Linked DNA regions of Gasterosteus aculeatus: region 1 is linked to region 2. Evidence: chromatin contacts called from public Hi-C data. All regions are on one chromosome and are shown on one strand. Each heading gives the region's core, a stretch centred on a gene start, on an enhancer-like site or on the middle of the called end of the contact. The rest is flanking DNA. Distances are from core to core; before and after follow the strand shown.

Region 1 (4,537 bases), core at 1,518-4,017, 44 kb before region 2:
GTGTCCGTAGATGTTGAGGCCAGGTAAATATTTTTTATATGTTGTGAATGTACTATAATGAATAGCTTTCAACAGCATTTAAACTATTTCAACAGCAAAGTCTTTTGGGCTTATTTTCCCGTCGCTGTGGCGCACTGACTGAGTATTTGTGTTATTCCATCACTCTTCTTAATGTTTGGCTGCATGTTTTCCGGGGCGCCGGTGCTCCGGTGGTACCTGCGTCTCTCGGAGCCAGTGACCACGCCGGTGGAGGTGGTGGTGGTGGTGGAGACGGCGCTGGTGCTCGTGGTGGACGTGCTGGTCGTAGTGGAGCCAGTGTTCATAGTGGGGATGACGGCAGCAGATTCCTTCTCCTTCTCCCTGTCTGCGCTCTCCTCTGACCAGTACCTGTTTTACACACGAGTCTTTAGAACGAGGCCGGCTGCGCCCGACAGATCCATCCTGCTGTTACGAGACGACCCGTGTCACCCGCGTGACAGCAGGCCGACGTAAAATACAAAAAGGTTTATCTTATGGATTTCTGGGTCGCGGGTGCTTAAGCTCCATATAAGGACAAAATATCTGTTTCAGCTTGTTGGGGAAAAGTGGAATAAACCCTCTACGAATATCCACAAGCGAGGCCTCAGAAGACGTGCTGCTGGCGTACCTGCTGGTGAGACTGGTGGAGCCAGTGCGGGTGGAGGAGCCCAGGCCGGAGAGCAGGCTGCGGTGGCCTGTGGGCGAGGTAACGGATGAGGAGGTGGTGGTGGAGGTGGTGGTGGGGTTTGTGGAGGAGGAGGTGGTCGAGGAACTCAGGTCCTCGTGTCTTCTACCAAAAGAGCCGCTGGAGGACAACATGTCACGGCAAAAAATAAAAACACGGTCAGCAGGCGATAACGGCCATGTTGATCAAAATGATTTAGTCAGGATGCGCTTTTATAATTATTTACTTATTCTCATGAATTTGAAGTTTATGTATGAATCTTTATATTAATATAATTTATTTACTTACATTGGTCTTAACTCGCCATTACACTTTAAACATTAATACAGTGATATTACTGTGTCTTGGTGAGCAGATCATTTTTTTTGGGGGGGGGGTTGTTCTACGAAGGAATACGCATTCAGTTAGTTCCAACAATGAGAATTGATTTAAAAAGGACATTTTAGACCTCCCCGTCTCCGAACGCGCTTTCATCGATTGCTCAGAGGCTTCAACGTTTTGCTTTGTTGAAATGTTCCATCCAAAATCAAAGAAACGGCTCTGGAGTCTCTGCATTTACTGAGTGGGAAACATCTAAATCCCTAGTCTGGATTAAGTGGTTTTCATTTGGACCTTGAATGCATCACGTAAACTGCAGCAGAGCAGGGACACACACACACACACACAGTCAGGACAGGTGGGTGTAGAGAGGGCGGGGCCCCAGGCGAGAGGAGGCTGGTGTACCTGCGGTAAATGCTGTAAGACTGGTAGTGGGAGGTGGGCGGCTGCCAGGGTTTAGTGTTACAGGCGTTAGGGTCCAAGCTGGAGGTGGACGAAGACTTGGCCGGCACGTCCCGCGTGCTGCCGCTCCGCCCTAGTGCTAGCGTGTGGGACGTGCTGGCGTGTTGGCAGGCGGGTGGGTGGAGAGAGGCATGTTAGCGGAGGAGGTGCACACACACACGGACATAGATATAACGTAACAGACGCACACATTTTTAGACTATTAAGCTTTGACAAACTACTGGTGCGTCCATGTCATATGTGGGTCGAAGCAACAGAGGTTCTGAATGTCGTTTTCAGAGCAAATTAAAGCTTTTTCCCCACATGACATGCAACACGTGTCCGGGTCTGGGTTTTGTGCCACAGGCGACTCTGAATTCGATTTTGATTGACGGGTCTATAGGCCCGTTAAAAACGTAATGAGCAAACTCAGTGGCACAGCAAACCAGACAGGTACAGTCATGCAATAGACTGCGTGTCAGCGAGGAGAGAAAAGCCTTCTCAGCAGCATCAAAAGCAAAATATACACGAGGGGACAGACAGGCGACCGTCGAGCAAGAAGTGTGGTGGGGAGGGGGGGGGGGTTTACCTGCGCTGGTAGCTGGGGGTTCGGTTGGTGGAGGCGCTTCCCTCGCTGTTCTTCAGGTCGTCGTCCCAGCGCCGCCGGGTGTACGAGCCGCTGCGTTTCAGCGCGGTGGAGTCCCTGGAGAACCACAAGCTACATTAGCACCTCAGGCTTTTCCCCCCCCCCCACACACACACACACACACACAGCAGCGACGTGTTGAAAAGATAAACCGATAAAAACCTCAGCCCCGTTAGACTTAAATTCTACCCTTTCCTGAGATCGTTTGAGGTACACTGCCTGCAACGGGCAGCAGGGGGCGTGTTTGCACCGAGCCGCTGGGCTGACGGGATTCACCTGTTCTCCTTCTCGTCGATGTCCGACGTACTGGCGAGCCTCCTGGGAACGTTGGGCGCCACGTAGGCAAGGCGACTTCCTTTATCCTTTTCCTGGAACCCCAAGGAGAAAAAAGGACCTTTGTTATGGTTCTATAAACTGTATTTATCAAACAGCACCTAGTTTATCTTCCATTTTCACACACATGCCATAATGATGCGAGCGGATATTTTATGGCTTAAAAAAAAAAAGAGTTGATATTCAAGTTGACCTTCTCCTTGTCTTTGTTGTCCAGCGAGGAGGAGAGGCGAGGGCTCGAGGCCGAGCGCATCACGCCGGTCGTGTCCTTCTCCCGCTGAGCCTCCTTGGTGGCGGTGATCTCGGCCAGCGCCCCGTAGCTTCCCGTCTTCCTCAGGCCAAGCCGCCACGACGCCGGAGACTCGTCCTTCCTGTCGTCCTCCACTTTAGTCGACGCCTTTCCAGCAGTGGGCTGAGAGGGGGGGGGGGGGGGGGCAGAGGTTTAGTGTGCCCATCGAACAGCACTGTATAGCATGTTATGTCTCATCGGTGAGTCACACAAAGGGCGATCAGGTCGAGCAGTTTGGATTAATCACCTGGGGGCTGCACAGTGGAGACCATTAGGAGGACGTTGTTGTGTGTGGAGCGGGAGGGGGGGGTCATGCCAGTTAATAAATCAATTGATCGTTTTCACGTCTTTTAAATTACATTTATATATTCTTAAGAACCGATTGATACGTGGCCACGTAAGGAAAAAACACAGAAGCAACTCAGACACACAAGAGCACAACCGGGACGGCCCTTCTTCGTCATTGTTGTTGTTGTTGTTTAAGTGCACACGACACCACGGCGGGTTGATGAGTTAAAGCCGGCATCGGGGCGGTTAGGAGGTTGGTGAGTACTTTGCCCGTGCACAGCGGCATGTAGGATGAGCGAACCGCTGCCTCACCGTGGGGTTTTTTGGCGCTAGAGAAATGCCGGTTTTGCGCAAGCCTCGACGCCACACCGCAGGACAGCCCGGCTCCGCCACGAGCACGAGGGGAGTAATACAATCAAACTAAAGCCCCGCGGGACCAGAGCCCGGGATGAGGTGGGGGGGAGAGGGGGGACACGCGGAGAGAGAGAGAGAGAAGGGTAAGGAGGAGGTTGATACAGAGGGGGGAAAAAAAAGGCCAGAATAAGACAGAAAGCAGCAAAAGAAACACTTTAAGGCAAAGGACTCTTAAGCTGTAGTCACACCACACAATGCTTACTGCCAGGGAGGGGGGAGGGAGGGGAGGGAGGGGGAATAAGGGACGGATCCGACAAACGTTTGTGTCAAACACCTGGATGTTGTTAGGGTTGTGCAGAACTCTTGTTAGAGCGAAGACGTTGTGACTTCAGAGCGAGGAGATCACAGTGAGAATAGAAGCAGAAAGAAACGAAGGCTCTGATGGTCACTGACTATTAATGAACAGAAGCCTCTTCAGGCTTGTGAGGATGATGCTGTCCCGTATGGCACAGAGGGAACGCCATGAGCTGCAGGGGTTTAGATTTTAGTTCTGAATGTCAACTTTGAGCTGCCTTTAACGTGCTACAAAAATAAAGCGGATTATCCTCGTCGCATGAAGTATTCCTTTGGACGTATGAAGCGCTCAGCGGGTTTCATGCTTGGCCTCCTCCTGCCAGAGGACTCAACAGTGGAAAACTCCCCCGTCCCGTCACGAATCGTCCCCGCGATCGAAAGCCACCGACGATTAGCCGTAAATGTCGCTTTTGCCCCCCCCCCCACCCCCCTCCCTCTCCAGTGACATTTGTTAGCTCGTTGCACTGCAGCGCAGAGACCCGGTGACATGAGGGGGGGGGCGACTATCTCTGCGACAGACGGGAGTGTGAACTGCAACCCCCCCCCTCCTCCACCGGCAACCTCAGCCGACTGTGAAATTAGGTTTGTGTTGAAGGGGGAGGAAAACTAAATGGATGATGAATTTCCCTGATTTGTGTACAGAACGAAGGCTCTGACGTGACTCCCAGAGCAGCGGCGAGAGACTCCTGGAAGTGGATTAGCGCCGCCGCCGCATCACGGCTCTGCTGCAGCGCTTTGTTTCCCGTTTAGTTTTTTTATTCTATTTTTAATCATAAAAACCGAAATCGGCTGCTGATTTGAATGACACGTG
Region 2 (4,181 bases), core at 513-3,012:
CGATTGGTGGCCGTCAAAAAATGTTAAAGCCAGGAAGAAAAAAACCCTTTATCTAATTAACCTTTTTGGCTGGATGTAAAATCCTACTCCAATACATTTCAGTTATTATGCAGTTGTGTTGTATAGTAACTGTAAATCTCATAGTGATACTGTTGACTTTTCCTAACTTTTGCCCACTCAATGTAGTATTTCATGCCACTTAAAGAAATTGAGTCCAGAAAGACGCAGCTCCACTATACCCATAGCGGAGCATTGCATTCTGGGAGAGGAGAAAATATATCTGCAGCCTTGAGCCCGCTCGCTTCAGCATTATCCCGTGGCTCCAGCGCCGAGGCCAGATGGAAGTTGACTGAGCGTGGGACAGCTGCAGGGCCCGCTGCTATGTGGTAAATGCGTGCTGAAATAGCCAAATTAATGGAAGGGGCTCAAGTCCAAACCAGGGTTCAATACCAGGCTGCCTTTTAGTGGTGTGAGCCGTCCCCCGCTCAGGCAAACATCAATATTTACTGCTGCCATGGCACAGAGACAGGCGGGGAAAAGAGCGGCTCATGGGTCCACCACCTTAGGGCTGTTGGTTCTCAGAAGTAGGCTTGAAAGATGGCCGATGCACTGGGGGGTGACGTAAGCGAGAACTATGGAAGGGTCCCCGCACATGTGTATAAAAGGCAAGACCTGTTGCAGGATTACGGTCCTCCAGCTCCCCTCTCTGACGGGACACTTTTCTAAGTTGTCAATCCGGAGAAGTTTTCTCTCGTTGCCGTGGCGACCGCACTTGTTTGCACCTCATAACCCCTCCGCAACCCCTCCCGCCCGCCTCGGCTTCTCTGCCTACCGGGTTTAGCAGATCTCTTCTCCTTCTGCTCAGGGGGACTTCAATTAACCAGCAACACTCTTTCAACCACCGCAAAGGCCTATTATGGTCAACCGGGCCGCCGCCGCGGGCCGGGAACGGCATCTCCTTCCCCTGTAAATCTGAGAGCGCCGCCTCATGCTCACGGTGCTGTGACAAGACGAGGTCGAGGGGTCGCGCCTCCAGGTGATGTGTTTCCATAAGGCCGCGGAGAGGAAATGCACATATATGGTGTGGTCTTTATTTATTGCCAGCTCTCTGGCTTTAGTGCAGACTCTTCTCCTCCCGTGAGCTCGTCTTTGAAAGCACCGAGGCTCGGTGCGTCCGACTCGGGTAGAAAATGTGGGATTTAAGCGCCTCGGAGTCGTGGAGAACATTTTCATTTTAACAGAATGAGTTGCAATGTGATGAGGTGAGGTTTTTGGTCCTCCACCCCAGTAAGTTAATGTCTTGAAAATCTCAAATAAACTTCTAAAGCTCCCTTCACGCCCTTATTTTGACGTCCAGGCAGCTGCTCGGCACGAAGCACCGATGGGAGTACGCATTCCCTCCGACAAATACAAGAAGCCAGGTGCCATTTCCCCCGTGGGCTCAACTATTAACACCAGTGTTTTAGTAGTAGATGTAGAGGCATAGGTAGGCACTGCACACATGACTCACATCGCTCAAGTAATTGTGTTAGTAAAAGCCACTTGGGGGTGGTGTTGTGCAGATATTGTGAAAAGTGGATGAGGATCAGTTTATGGTAGCTTTAATGTGATAATAAGTTTCATGTGCAGGATATTTTTATTCAAATCAATCTAAAATCTACATTTAAGTAGTTAGCTAACGTTATTACATTACTACAAGTATCCATTTAAAGATTTCTTTTGCAACAGTATCCCAATCCGTCCCCCAGTTGGCAGCAGAACAGTGCTGCTTCATCTGGTTTTTGTTCTTTGGACAGCTACTTGTAATCATCTGAACATGCAATCCATCTTTCCAGGTATAGAGATTTACTATTTCCAAATGTTTCTAAATTGTTTACCATACTTGATTGTTGATAGTGTAAGAGTACAATGCAATATTTCTATGGTTTGGCTTTGTGTAATGAGGTTTTATGTGTGGACTTTTAGGTTTGTTTACTGTGTTGCTGTGTTACGAAAGAGGCTCCCATGTTCGGTCACAACTCAAAGACCAAAATAACTGTGATGTGAAAAATTGAAAAATTACGATTGATTAAAACATTTTATAGAATAAGCAGATTTTCCCACCAATGCACAAGCAAATCGCTTTACTGGTACAGTGTATTTACCATTTAAGGCGGTATTCATTCATTGAGTAAAATGATCATGGTTTTACTACCTACTCTCTAACTTTGTATTGGTTGTTCTTTTCACCATTACTAATTATTTCACCATACACTGTTTGTTATTTTTATTAACTGTCAAGGGACTGCAGATGCAAATTAGAAGATCTCCATTTAGGGGTGAATATTGTCATGTGTGCAGAAACGGAACTGTAGAATGCAGGTTAAGCGGCAGCAACTGTCGTAAAACCTGCTCCAAAGCACGCTTCAGGTGTCGTGCAACAGCCCCTGATTTTCTCATTCTGAAACCCCGTCGGTCTCTCCGTACGGCATCCTAGCTGAAGACGGTATGTTTGTCAGGCTGATCCGCCTAAACAGTTAAAATCATATATTTTCCTTGGTTTGCGGTGTAACACATTTCCTTTCGTGTTTCAGAAACATGCCAGCAAAAGGTCCTTTGCAATCTGTCCAGGTTTTTGGACGTAAAGTAAGTAAAATAAATTGTATTTTAACATGTGGCGGTGTGGCTATCCTGTCTTGCTAGCGCATATTAGCTACTTTAGCTATCACGATTCGGTAGCGTGGCCGTCAAACACCGTATAATGGAGGCCTGCAGTGCTCTCCGCGTCACGTTACTCTGTTTAAAGCTACGACGCCGTTCTAAGTGTCCGTAAAGCACACGGGATATTGTTGCTGTAGTCAAAGTCTCCCGGTTTATCGGCACGGTGGTACTGGATCGGAGCTTAGCTCGCTAGGTTAGCTAACGTTAGCTAGCTAGCTAGCTAGCCTGCCTGGCTGCTAGCAATAGTTGTGCTTTTTTACCATGTCAACGTTCAATGTAGAATAACGTTACCGCTCCCTAAACAGACATGTACTGTTATTTCTTAATATAAGAAGCCTGGAATCGTAACCCGAGAAGTTGTGCTTACTCTTGTAACGTTACTTAATGTTTTGCATTGATACTGAATGCTACGAGAGTCGTGTAATACATGTGCAACGTTAGCCGACGTACAGATCCGGCATCGATCCAACAATCTTGTATTTCTAAGGTATCTTACGATGATGCTTCTGTCCACAGAAAACCGCCACAGCAGTTGCTCACTGCAAGAGGGGAAATGGCCTGATCAAAGTGAACGGCAGACCCCTGGAGATGGTGGAGCCTGCCACCCTCCAGTACAAGGTGAGTCCGTATGGGAGGTGGTCGGCTTCATGGTGCACATGGCTGATGGGGGGGGGGGGGGGGGGGGGCAGGCACCGCGTTCAATATCTGTAATCAATGGGACACAGAGCTCCATGGCAAGGGTGGCCAGTTTTAACCTGCAGCCAACACACTGCATTTTAAAACGATATAAAGTGGTGCGTTACAGCCCGTGGCCTAGCTAACATCTGGTAAACAAAAGCTACTTCAAAGGGTTTGTTATTGCGGATGTTTGTGTAAATCCTGCTGTCCTTTTCGATGCTAGTGGAGGAATACGTTTCTGCAGGGTTTTGTTTCCACAGCTGGGATTTCCGGTATTCTGCCAAAATACACACACCTGACTTAATCCTGATTACAATGGTTGTCATTATGTGCTTTTTAGCTTCTGGAGCCAGTGCTGTTGCTGGGAAAGGAGCGTTTTGCTGGTGTTGACATCAGAGTTAGAGTGAAGGGTGGTGGACATGTGGCTCAGATCTATGGTAAGAATTCTAAAATATTCTGTGTCATTGTATATCCATTAGCAGATATCACGTCTTAGGACATATAACCTTTTCTGACCTGCATTGTTACTGTCTTCCAGCTATCCGTCAGGCCATCTCCAAATCCCTGGTTGCCTACTATCAGAAGTGTGAGTATTACATTTTGTGCAGTGCCTAAATGCTGATGCCTTTGGGAAAATACACTCTGTCGGCGTGTGGACCCATGGGTGGAAACACTCGTCTGAAGTGACTATCTTTTTAATCTACGTTAGTTCATGTTTACATATGTTGAAGACACATTTCGTAACCACAAACATTTGTGGGACACTGATTCTGTCTTGAAAGAAGCAGCCTGATCAGCAGAAA

Evidence for each region. Hi-C and Micro-C count contacts between places; a contact is called where the count stands out from the background.
Region 1: a contact with region 2 is called in a Hi-C map of tail fin, with 2.3 times the contacts expected there. The contact joins the enhancer-like site here to the promoter of rps16 in region 2. A contact is called at or near these places in 3 of 6 Hi-C or Micro-C datasets (skeletal muscle and tail fin).

The regions. Positions count from the first base shown.
Region 1 is chr4:33,516,276-33,520,812 of fGasAcu3.hap1.1, reverse strand. It overlaps ppp1r12a (protein phosphatase 1, regulatory subunit 12A), which reads right to left. Exons shown (of 26, transcript XM_078100484.1): 10 at 2,635-2,853; 11 at 2,385-2,476; 12 at 2,052-2,165; 13 at 647-823; 14 at 217-387. Among protein-coding and RNA genes, the nearest start is that of pawr, 13 kb to the left of the region's middle. Within about 2 kb of position 2,767, at least 1 of the 9 cell types and tissues checked has open chromatin away from gene starts, as enhancers often do.
Region 2 is chr4:33,471,322-33,475,502 of fGasAcu3.hap1.1, reverse strand. rps16 (ribosomal protein S16) reads left to right here and starts at 1,762. Exons shown (of 7, transcript XM_040175061.2): 1 at 1,762-1,835; 2 at 2,341-2,485; 3 at 2,574-2,625; 4 at 3,217-3,318; 5 at 3,719-3,815; 6 at 3,917-3,964. The coding sequence starts at 2,578.